Linked DNA regions of Neogale vison: region 2 is linked to region 1. A link is a contact called in public Hi-C data. All regions are on one chromosome and are shown on one strand. The core of a region is the stretch at or near the end of the contact, and the rest is flanking DNA. Distances in the headings are between cores, read along the strand shown. Region 1 holds the start of SCAI (protein SCAI). Region 2 holds the start of GOLGA1 (golgin subfamily A member 1).

What was found. Hi-C and Micro-C count contacts between places; a contact is called where the count stands out from the background.
Region 2: a contact with region 1 is called in a Hi-C map of fibroblasts, with 2.5 times the contacts expected there. The contact joins the promoter of GOLGA1 here to the promoter of SCAI in region 1. A contact is called at or near these places in 2 of 3 Hi-C or Micro-C datasets (fibroblasts and muscle).

Annotation. Positions count from the first base shown.
Region 1 is chr9:9,807,717-9,813,284 of ASM_NN_V1, reverse strand. It overlaps SCAI (protein SCAI), which reads right to left and starts at 3,508. Exons shown (of 17, transcript XM_044264918.1): 1 at 3,392-3,508; 2 at 2,637-2,681. The coding sequence starts at 3,444.
Region 2 is chr9:9,947,612-9,953,179 of ASM_NN_V1, reverse strand. GOLGA1 (golgin subfamily A member 1) reads right to left here and starts at 3,355. Exons shown (of 22, transcript XM_044264927.1): 1 at 3,248-3,355; 2 at 2,383-2,432; 3 at 1,230-1,532. The coding sequence starts at 1,364.

The DNA.
Region 1 (5,568 bases), core at 2,259-4,758:
CCCAGGTGCCCCTAAGCTAAGCAAAAGGAGGGAGCTTGCCAAGGAACAAGGAGAAAGTATTTGAGAGAGAGAGAGAAATCATGCGCAAAAACCCAAAGCAAAGAGAGAACGTAAGTTCTGAGAACAGCAAACAGAACACAAAGTTACATTCAGCAATTTACTCATCATACAGGATTCACCAGAAAGTTAAGTCATTTAATATTAGACATCTGAGAGGTCCATTATTGAGAATTTCCATGGCTGCAGTATTAAACTGTTGCTGGGAACACAGGCAGAAGTGAAATAAAGGCAGTGTCTTTTGGGGGGGGGGCAAAAAAGAGAGGGGGGCCAGAGGGAGAAGGAGAGTGAGAATTCCAAGCAAGTGCCATGCTCAGCACAGAGCCCGACGTACGGGCTCGATCCCATGACCCTGAGATGATGACACAAGCTGAAATCAAGAGCTGGATGCTCAACCACCGGGCCACCCAGATGCCCCAAAAGTAGTCTCTTTGTATCATTAGGCTAAAAAGTCTGAATTACATTCAATAAGCAATGGGGAACCACAGAAGGATTGAAGCATTAGAACTGCAAGATCAACTTGGACAGCATGATGAGTGAACTACAGATTTGATGTAGAGAATGCAGTCAGGAGGCCACAGCAAGAGAAGGGTAGTGGGGTACTGAGAGTTAAAATCGGTCCAAAAAAACAATGTAATGTAAGCCATATGTATTATTTTTAATTTTAGAATAACCATGTTAGAAAAGTAAAAAGAAAAAAAGTGAAAATAATCTTAGTAATACTTTTAATTTAATATATCTAAAATACGATTCCTTCATATAATCAATACAAATACTAGTAATAAAAAATTTTACATTCATTTTTTTCATACCGATTGGAAATCTGATGTGTATTTTTACTTAGAATACATCTTGTTTTGGACAATAAATTTTCACTGGGAATACTTGATGTGTATATAAATTTCATAAAACTTGTAGATGAAAAAGTAGATTCACATACCCCAATTTTTCCAAACATACTTGAACATTTTCCAGTCAGTCAAATCCCAGTCTTCGAACTTAAATTAATTACAATTAATAAAATTCAAAATTCAGTTCCTCAGCCATGCCAGCCACATTTCAAGTGCTTTATGGCCATATATGGCTACCATATTGGACAGTACAGACCCAAAATGACAAAGGACCTTTGGCTGGTATCACTTCTGTCATCAGCATTTCATATCTACTTACTGTTGAGGTATTCTGCATGCTAACATCAGTAACTTGCCAAGTATTAACAAAGACAGTAGCCCTACTGGTCACATCCTCATTACTGTAACTTACTTTCTTTCTAGACCACTGCCTACCTCTGTGCAAAAAAAACCTTCTCATAATTGCTACATAGTATCTGACATGTGAAATGCACCCGAAGATGTTTGTGGGATAGACAGATGCTCTTCTTCATCACTCAAGCAGTAATTCACTTGTTTGCAGACTAAATACACTCTCTGTTTCTATTTCCCTATGCCCTGATTTTTTGGACTGATTTTGCCCTGATTTTTATTGGACTCTATGTACTAAGTATGATCATAAAAGAAAAAGCAGTAAGGAAATCTATTTTCAATTGTACTTTTATTAGAGGCATTACAGTATAATGGTTAAGAGCCCAAGCTCTGGAGTCAGACTGCCTGGATTCAGATGTGGGCTCCATTATTTATTAGATGAGTGATCTGGCCTCTCTGTGCCTCAGTTTCCTCCTCTGCAAAATTGTGGTAACAGTACATACTTCCTTGGGGTGTTTCGAGATTGCAGAAGATGATACATATAAAGCACTTGCACATGGTACTCGGCACACAGGAGACATTCAGTAAGCATTAGTTTTTAAATATATATATATATATATATATTTTTTTTTTTTTTTTAAATTTGACAGACAGATCACAAGCAGGCAGAGAGGCAGGCAGAGAGAGAGACAGGAGGAAGCAGGCTCCCTGCTGAGCAGAGAGCCCGATGCGGGACTCGATCCCAGGACCCTGAGATCATGACCTGAGCCGAAGGCAGTGTCTTAACCCACTGAGCCACCCAGGCGCCCCTAAATATATTTTAATTATCTTTTAAAGCAAGCTCTATGCCCAATGTGGGGCTCAAACTCATCACCCTGAGATCAAGAGTCGCACACTCTACCAAGGAAGCCAACCAGGTGCCCCCAAATTACTTTTGTTTTGTTTCTAAGATCTTATTTTTAAGTAATCTCTGCACCCAACCTGGGGCTCGAACTCACAACCCTGAGATCAAGAGAGTCTCATGTTGCACCAACTGAGTCACCCAGGCGCCGCCGACCCCCACCCCGCCAAATACTAGCCTTTTAAACAAAATTGGTGGAGAAGTTGAAATTATAGCTAACGTAAAAAACTAGGATTTCTCAATTACCCACGTCTCTTTCCCATATAATCTTACACACACACACACACACACACACACACACGATACAGGTATTACTTTGAACTCCTCAAGTGAAAAATCTTGCATGTAGTTATATTCATTACAAAAAAAGCTAAATAAAAAACTTCATCTAACAGTATATAACTATGCAGTACGGCATAGGTGTAGCCAAGCAAATGGAAAAACACGAAGCAAAACAGAAAGGCATTTTGACTTACCTGCTTTTCCGTTTTCGAGGTGGTTTCTCCACTGTGCCAGTCAGTCTACAAACCAAACAAATAAGATGATAACTAAAAGTAACATACAAGAACACATCTCCTGGTCCTACTGTGCCAGTCGAAAACTCAGTGCACCACCCTCTAAGACCATAGGCTCGCAAAGCTCATACCTGACCTTACAAACCCCTGATGCTCTGTTTCCCCTATTTACCAAGACCATGCAACCCTGGGACTCACGGTTCCCCCAATGTCTGCTGTGCCCAAACCCTGCTCTCCCTGCTAGTCCCTCACTCCATCCTCAGCTCCTATTCGTCACAGCCCCGCTCCCCAAAACCACCCACCTCCACCTACTCATTGTCTGCCTCGTCACCCCCGCAAGCCCCTCCGACCTCCCCTTTCCCGTGCCCACCCCCTCCCGAGCGTGCACTGCCCCTCCGAGCCCCGCCCCTCCAGGCCCCGCGCCCCCCGCATTCCACGGCCCGTCCACGGGGCGCGCGCACCCTGCCCCTCCCGGCCCGGCGCCCCCAGCCTCACCCCTCGGCGTCCCTTCCCTCACACGCCCCTCTCCTCCGGCCTCGAGGATGCGATCGCCGCCCAGCCCACTCCCGCGTCCCTGGACGCCCCCGAGCCCCCCCACTCAGCCTGAACCCCCCGCCCCTCCCGTCTCGGAGCCCCGAATGCTTCACGGCCCCTGGGCCCGCTCCCGCGCCCCCACCCCATCCCCAACCCCGACCTCGACCCAGCTCCCGCCCCACCTGGGGGCCAGGCGACTCCGCGGCTGCTGGGGCTGCCGGGCTCCTCTGACCATCCGGCTCCTGCTCCGCCGCGGGAGCTGCTCCGGCGGCCGCAGGGCTCGCTCGGGAAGCTGAGGCGGCGGAGGCTGGAGTAGGCGGAGAGGCGGGAGGAGGGCCTCGCGCCTCTGCCTGGCATGCCGCGGGGCCCGCCTCCACCGCGCCTCTCCCCGACTCCCATTGGCTAGAGCTGTAGTGTGGCCGAAAGCCTAGCAGTCGATTGGACGCGCAGGCCGTCACATCCCGCCACCTAGGTTTGGTTGAGACTGCAGGTGGCGGCGGAGGTGCCTTAGAGATTGCTAGTAGGGCAGGGGAGACCCAAGCGCCACCGTGCGCTGGAAAGTAGAAACTGCATTTCAGGCGCCAGACACCTGCCGGCAGGTTCTCCTGGCTCTGCGTCCTGCATTCCACACACCTGCTGGCGCCCCCCAACACTGCACCACGCCAAGACCAAGAGTCAAGCACTGCAATTTCCCAAACTCTGGCAGGTGCAACAGTGCGGTAACTCTCCAGAAGGAGCTTCATTTTGAACGACCTCGATGCCGTCCCTGACTCTACATCATGCTGAAACGGTCTCACAGCTCACAGATACCCTTCATAGAGGATCCAGCAAGAAAACTGCAAGAATCTACCAAAATAAAGCATGTTTCAGATGCTCAGTTCTCTGAAGAAAAGATCACAAGCTTGTGGGCAAGCTTTCCAAGAAAGCAAGAAAAAAATTGCCATGAAAGAAAAATCATCACTGCAAACAGAATTGATGCCATAACTAAAAGCAATGTGTTCCATTTTGGAAGGACTAAGTAGAATTGATCCTCGAGTGTGTGCTAACCATCCTGTGATACTGCAGATGATCGTAAATTAAATGCCAGTTAATCAATTTAAAAATAAATTTCACTGCATTTTTATTGTTGACAGACCTAAATACGCAATACTTTCAGCACATAAGCACAGTGTAAATTATCGTTCCTCTTATACTTTTAATAGGGCCATCCTTGAAGACAACACTCCTTAACATATAAAATTCTTCCTTTAATGTATTCTACAGCCTCTCTACATTCCACATGAACAGGTGTTTGTTGTTTTTGGTAGATCCTTGGCATCTATTTGAAACTGGGAGGAGGCACCAAACTTTCTTTTGCTATTACCTTTTTATTAGAAAATGTTTTTAATGAATCAATAATGTGACAACCTCCAGTAGATCACATCAGCACACGGAGGACAAATCTCTCACTGGCCCGCACAAATGGCAGAAATTAGGATACTAGTTTTTCACAAAACCGAATTTATTTGACAGAAAGGACTTTTATTCTGAGATGGCTCTTTTTACATCTTTCATGTTAAAAATGACATGCCTTCTATGAAATAATGATGACAAATTGTACTGGAGGTTCTTAAATGGCTTTGACAAGGGAAAAAATGTTGTCGAACGTCTGTTGGCTCCCGTAATTAACATTTTATGTAATCCCCAAATCACCAAACTGTGAACAACCTTGATCTCAACCAAATCAGAAAAGGGGGGACAGAATAATTTGTCAGACAAGAGTGTGGCAGGTGGAATGGGAGTCCTGGTGGGGAGGGCCATCAACTCACTAGGAGACTAATTTTGAAATATCACTTATTACAGTTCTTAAAAAAACAAGGATTAAAATTCTGTGTGGTTTTCAAGATCTTTCATAACTGACCAACTCCTGATAACTGGTTCTGCCAATAGAGCTGTGCATTCATTTCTTAAACCTTCCCAAGGGGCACCCTCAAGTCCTATCTTTGTGTCACATGCAAGTTCTAATAATCTCTGCTTCTGTGTTTTTACTAAATAAGAAATGTACATCCCACCATTCTTGTTCATGTTTAATTCAAACTTCTTTTAAGCTTTCCCAATTACTCCATTCAACATCACTTTCTTCTCCAAATTTGTTATACTTTCATAAGCTACACTGTATCAGCAATTATATATTACCTTAAATTATTCTTACTTCCCACCTACATTTAATTAAAATTATGTATTAGAATGAGCCCTCAATAAATGGCAGCTTTGGGCCAGGGACTGGGTACTTTATATGTGCTATTTTTAATCCTGAGATCAACTCTGTATGGTACTCTCTATTGTAGACACAGAATTTTAAGATCCAGAGAACCCAATT
Region 2 (5,568 bases), core at 2,106-4,605, 140 kb before region 1:
TCTATCATCAGGAAAAGACAAAGATAAATTGTGGCCTTGTCAAATGCTGGAATCTTACACAGCAGTAAAAGTAAATGAATCACAGCTTCATGGAACACAGATGCATTCTAGAAACATGGTGAGTTAAAAAAAAAGAAAGTTCAAGAATACCATTTTTATAAAGTTCACAAATAAGCAACACTAAACAACAAATTCTTTATAAATATATACATATCTGGGAGGCTATTTTAAAAATCAAGAGAATGATAAACACAAAATTTAGGATGGGGTTATCTGGAGGGCAGGGAGGAAGAAGGTGAACTGGGAAGGAGCATACAAGTGCCTTCAACAGTTTCCACAATGTTTTAGTTCTTTGGATAGGTAACCCATTAACAAGCATCCATTTTATTTTTATGCTTTATACTTTACAGTTACATTACACACATTCTTTTACATACACCAAATATTGTAATTTTTTAAAAAAAGATAACTGACTTTGAGAGGATCCTGTCATATGCCAAAGACACACTTTTAATCCTAAGGCATGAGATCTACCTAACACAACAGCATCTTCATTGTTCTTAAATCTTTCCAAACACAAAGGTCCTTCACAAATAAGGGACATACAGCAGGGGTGTCTTCTTCTCATCAACTTTCCTAGTAAAATAGAGTACTCTAATTCCACACCATAACTCACAGACCATGTTAGGCAACAATGACTTAAAGTATATTTGTCTGCAGAGATAATAAGCCAAGGCTTTTTGGAGAAACGAAATATAGAAGAAAATGCATAAAGTATAAAAAGAGTGTAACAGGACAATGTAGAGAATATGAAAAGGGACTCTGAAAAAACAGGAAAAAACAGAAAAGCACCTTACAGTAGGAAGAAGCAGATATAAACCCCATCTAATCTTTCAATTTTAAAAGAAAATACTTATGGGAAAGTCTCTTCGAAATACTATTTTAAGGGGCGCCTGGGTGGCTCAGTGGGTTAAGCCGCTGCCTTCGGCTCAGGTCATGATCTCAGGGTCCTGGGATCGAGTCCCGCATCGGGCTCTCTGCTCAGCGGGGAGCCTGCTTCCCCCTCTCTCTCTCTCTGCCTGCCTCTCTGCCTGCTTGTGATCTGTCTCTGTCAAATAAATAAATAAATAAATAATCTTAAAAAAAAAAAAACTTAAAAAAAAAAGAAATACTATTTTTAAAATATATCAAGAGTGTACCAAATATTAAAAATTAGAAAAGATACTTACAAAGTCATCTCCCGAGTCAGCTCCCATAGAGGCAACAGATTCCTTGCTCACTGACCGTGGTATCCTAGTAGCGCCCCCTGGCCTCTGAGCCACAGCGGTCTCTTCTGCAATTTTCTTCTTCAGTTTTGCAAACATTTTTGCTGTGTGGTTATCCTGCACGGATGACCAGCTCGTGAACCACCCCAGTAGTCTAGTCCTTAGGCCAGCAAGCAGGACTTCAGAGACTGATGCCTAAAAAGTTCCAGACATCCAAGCAAACTGCATTCCCACTTCAGTGTGGGCCAAGGGCTTAAAGAACAGTATCTATAAATCAGACGAAAAAGAGCTAAGTTAAACACAGGAGAGATTTCAGAACTGAGTTGCTTTTTAACCTTCAGGTTTCAAAATTAAGTTTCATAATTTTACGTGGACATTTAACAGAACACACTGCTAAACATTTAAAAAGCACTCAGGTGCTTCACGTGCATAAACAGATAAGGAAATCCAGGCTTGAGGAGATGAGGTAATCTGCCAAAGAGTGTGTGTTTAAGTGGCAGGGCTGGTATTTGAACCCAGGACTCTGACTCACAAGTCCTTACTCTTTCTTTATTATGCCACGTTGGCTGTGGCATATAACACATATAGTAAAACTGCCCAGGGTACATGTTAATGTCACATAATGGTTGGAAATTCTCCCCACAATATTAACTACAGTTTACTTTTTTTTTTTTTTTAAGATGAAGACAAAATATGTACTCAATATGAGGATAAAGGTATAACATTCCAATGTTCGAGGATGGTTGGCCATCAGCTCTTGACTAGAAAAAGCTGACAACCTAGAAAAAACAGGCAAGCCAGACATCTATCCTCTATAAGCATCAGATACCCTTAAACATTTCCTAGAAATTCTGTATGGTTCTCTTTAAGAGTGATTAAAATGACCTGAACTCAGTTTCATCTTCAGAATGTTTTACATGATAATCAACATGAGATTCAACCTTCTTTTCCTCCCAGTGTTGTATGAAACACCAATATTCTGGTTCCAACCTTAACTTTCCATGTTCTGTGGAGGACACCTAGGTTCTGCTCTGAGATCTACGAAAGACTTCTTACCACTTCAGATTATCCATGTAAATCTGTACAATTCTCCAATGTCTGTAAACCACCTACTCACCTGGCTTATCTACCAGATTTAAAACAGCTTGGAGGTCAAAGCATTCTGTCCTGAATGAAAACAAAGATAAAATGCACTGGGTATTTCCTTTCAAGTGTAAGGCCAAAATGTTTGGGGGAAATGGAAGAGGATAAAGGTAGAATTAACCAGAAGACAGAGGAAAGAATCTATCACTGCCACAGTCCTCAGTGGGACACCTTCTCCTTTGCGTTTGTGATCTACCTGGAGCTTCACTAACAGGCACGAAGAACAGAATCTCTCATTGGTGCCTAAATTTACTACATCTTGGGAGACTCGAGCAAAAACAACTTGAATGAGATTACGGTTTCCTAGGGCCAGTATTTATTTCTCAGTTGATTCTGACAGTCACACATTGTTTGTTTACCTGGCGAGATCCGGGCAGTCTAGTCACAGAGCCTTGACTCGCACTAAGAACGTCGCCGAGAAAAAGAATGGCTAAACTGGGTAAAAAACAACAGCCTAACGCCCAGGGATAGGCAGGTACCTGCCACGCCAGTCTGGATCCCACTCAACTCAGGCTCCTTCTAGAACCGCCCGCGTTTGGACTGTCAAGGAAGAGAGAGGGACTCAACGTCTCTCCCATCTGACAGCAAGGAAACTGAGACCCAGAAAGGAGGAATGACTTGTCCAAGGTCGCTGGTGGCGGGGGGGGGGGGGTCCTGACACCCTAAGCTCCAGACTCCCCGGCCGGGCAGCCCCTCTGCCACCACCCCCGCCCTTTCAGCACCCCGGTACCGCCCCCCGCCTTGGGTCTTGGGCAACCCCGTCCGGGCCGCTCTGGGGCAGACCGAGGCCACCGGGAGAAAGAGGGGCCTCCTGGCATCTCCGGCCCCCGCCCGCGCACCTGCCGCTCTCTGGGCAGCGGGCAGAGCCCCGCCTCCGGGACCTCTCGTGAACACCGGCCCGCGTCACCAGCCCCCACGGCCGGCCGGCGAGCAGAGCAGCGACCCGGAACCGCACCAACACCAGCGCGCCGGAAGTGGCTGCGCGCGGGGCGGGCCTGCCACGCGCATGCGCCCGCGCGCGGTCTCAGCGGTCGACGGCGACATCATCCGGGCTGCGGTTGGGCCGGAACCGCTGGAGGGCGCGGGCGCGAGGCTGGGCGCTCCCTAAGGCCGGCCCGCCACGTCACCCAGCGGCCCGACCCGTGGATGATGACAGGGTGGCCATAAGCCTTTATTGTTCTTTTTTTTTCTTTTTAAGGGGGCGGTGCGGAGCGGGGAAGTGGGAGGAGCCTTGTGGCCGAAGGGAAAAGCACCCAGTTGGTGCCGTGGGGCCATCGCGTGTTGTGGGGCTTTGAATCCTAAGGCCACTGCTGCGCGGAACTGAGAGGGAGTTTCCGTCCGCTCCCCGCATCCCAATCCCACTGCGCCCTGCCCAGCCGCCTGGCCACGGCATAGCAGGTGATCACTGCGAGTCCGTGCCTCCCTCCTCACACAGAAGCCTGTGGCTTTGGAAAGTACAACTAGGTCTTAGCGCTTTGTGACTAGTTTTTTTAAACTCTTGTGCCTATGACCAACTGCAGGTTATACGTTTTATATCTCAACACAGGACACACATAATGTACCTCTGAAAGCAAAGTTTCCGGAATCATACTCTTATATCATACACTCCGATATACTGCATTTCAAAATAAAAAGCTGATAGCAGCCCACTACATTCATCTCATTATCTACTCATGGTCCTCCAACTTTTGACAGTTGAAAGTTCAAGTTCAAAGTTACACTGCAAATTAGCCCGCGTCCGGTGTCTGGACTCCTCGATGCCAAACAAGTCAGACATTCCACATTGAAATCGCACATTAAAACCCCCAAACGACCAGAGGGTCAGCAGCTTCCATCCCCGCCAAACAATCTCCCTTCCGCGTGTGACACTTTTGACCACTTCGAGCAAGGCAGGGAAAAAACCAAGACCAGGACTCAGAAGAAACTTACCAACCAGAAGAATAAGCATAGAAGCTACGACCCCAAGACAGTCCTAAGTGTCTAGGTATGTTCTGAAAGAAGCAAACCCTAACAGTTTAGCACGTATGTTGTCAACAATTCTGAAGAAGTGCCAAAAACCTTAAGCAAATAATGTTTATTTTTATATTGATGATACACTTAATATACACGTGGATTCAAGATACAAAATTCATTTACAAGAGTTCACACCTGATGAATGTAGTCACATTCCTAGAGAACATTTATCAATGCAAAAATGTTTTCAATACACGGACAACAAAAATCAAATTTTCTGTAATCTTGTTATTCAATAAACATCAAAACAATGTTTAACTTTCCACCCTCTACCATTTAAGTGCCCTTAAGGTGGCAGGCACCATAACAGAAGAAAACATTGGAAAGAAGGGCCTACAGAATCCACCTGTGGAATCACAGTGTTTACTCTGAAATTCATTTAGTGAAGTAGTTAGTGAAAGGCTTGCTATCCTTTATGACAAATCACGTATCATACAAGAGTCAAAAGTGATGAACTCAAGAAAATAAAACGTTTCAATAACTTCTGAGTTTCTAAAATCTATGAAGTATTAACTGTAACAGACAAAGCAGAAAAAGGCTGAAAAAGAACACAACAGGAAAACATCCTTAAGAGTATGTATGGCTTAAGCAATTCAGAAACACAACGAGTAAGACTTTCACAATACCACAAATGTTGAAGTCAAATGATATTGACAAAATAATTTTCCCCTTAGTTATTGGTAGTAAATAGCCCCTTCAAAATTTATTCTACTGATAACACATATAAAACTAATGAATCCAAATGGTTTGCTGTCTCACAGAGCTGAGTTGACAGATTTTGATCTAAAATATTAACCCACAATACCCCAAATTTAGTACAAATGAGCAACAAGACAAAGTTTCAAGGATTACAGTGATTTGTGAATAGCTAGATAGGCAACCAAATAGCTTCATTATTTGCACACAGATTAGCAGCACTTGGATAAGAACTGTTACATGAAAATTATTGTGCTTCAATCTCTTGAGGAGAGCTAATAAATATAACTCTATAATCCCTATAGTGTTACAATTCTATAACATTTCAGTTACAGACGAGCACAACTTTTAAAAAGTATTTCACACCACTACAAAATCAAGTAATTGTATTCTCCAAATGTAATTTCTGCTATGATTGAGACAAGTGCATTTATGTCTAATATCCATAATA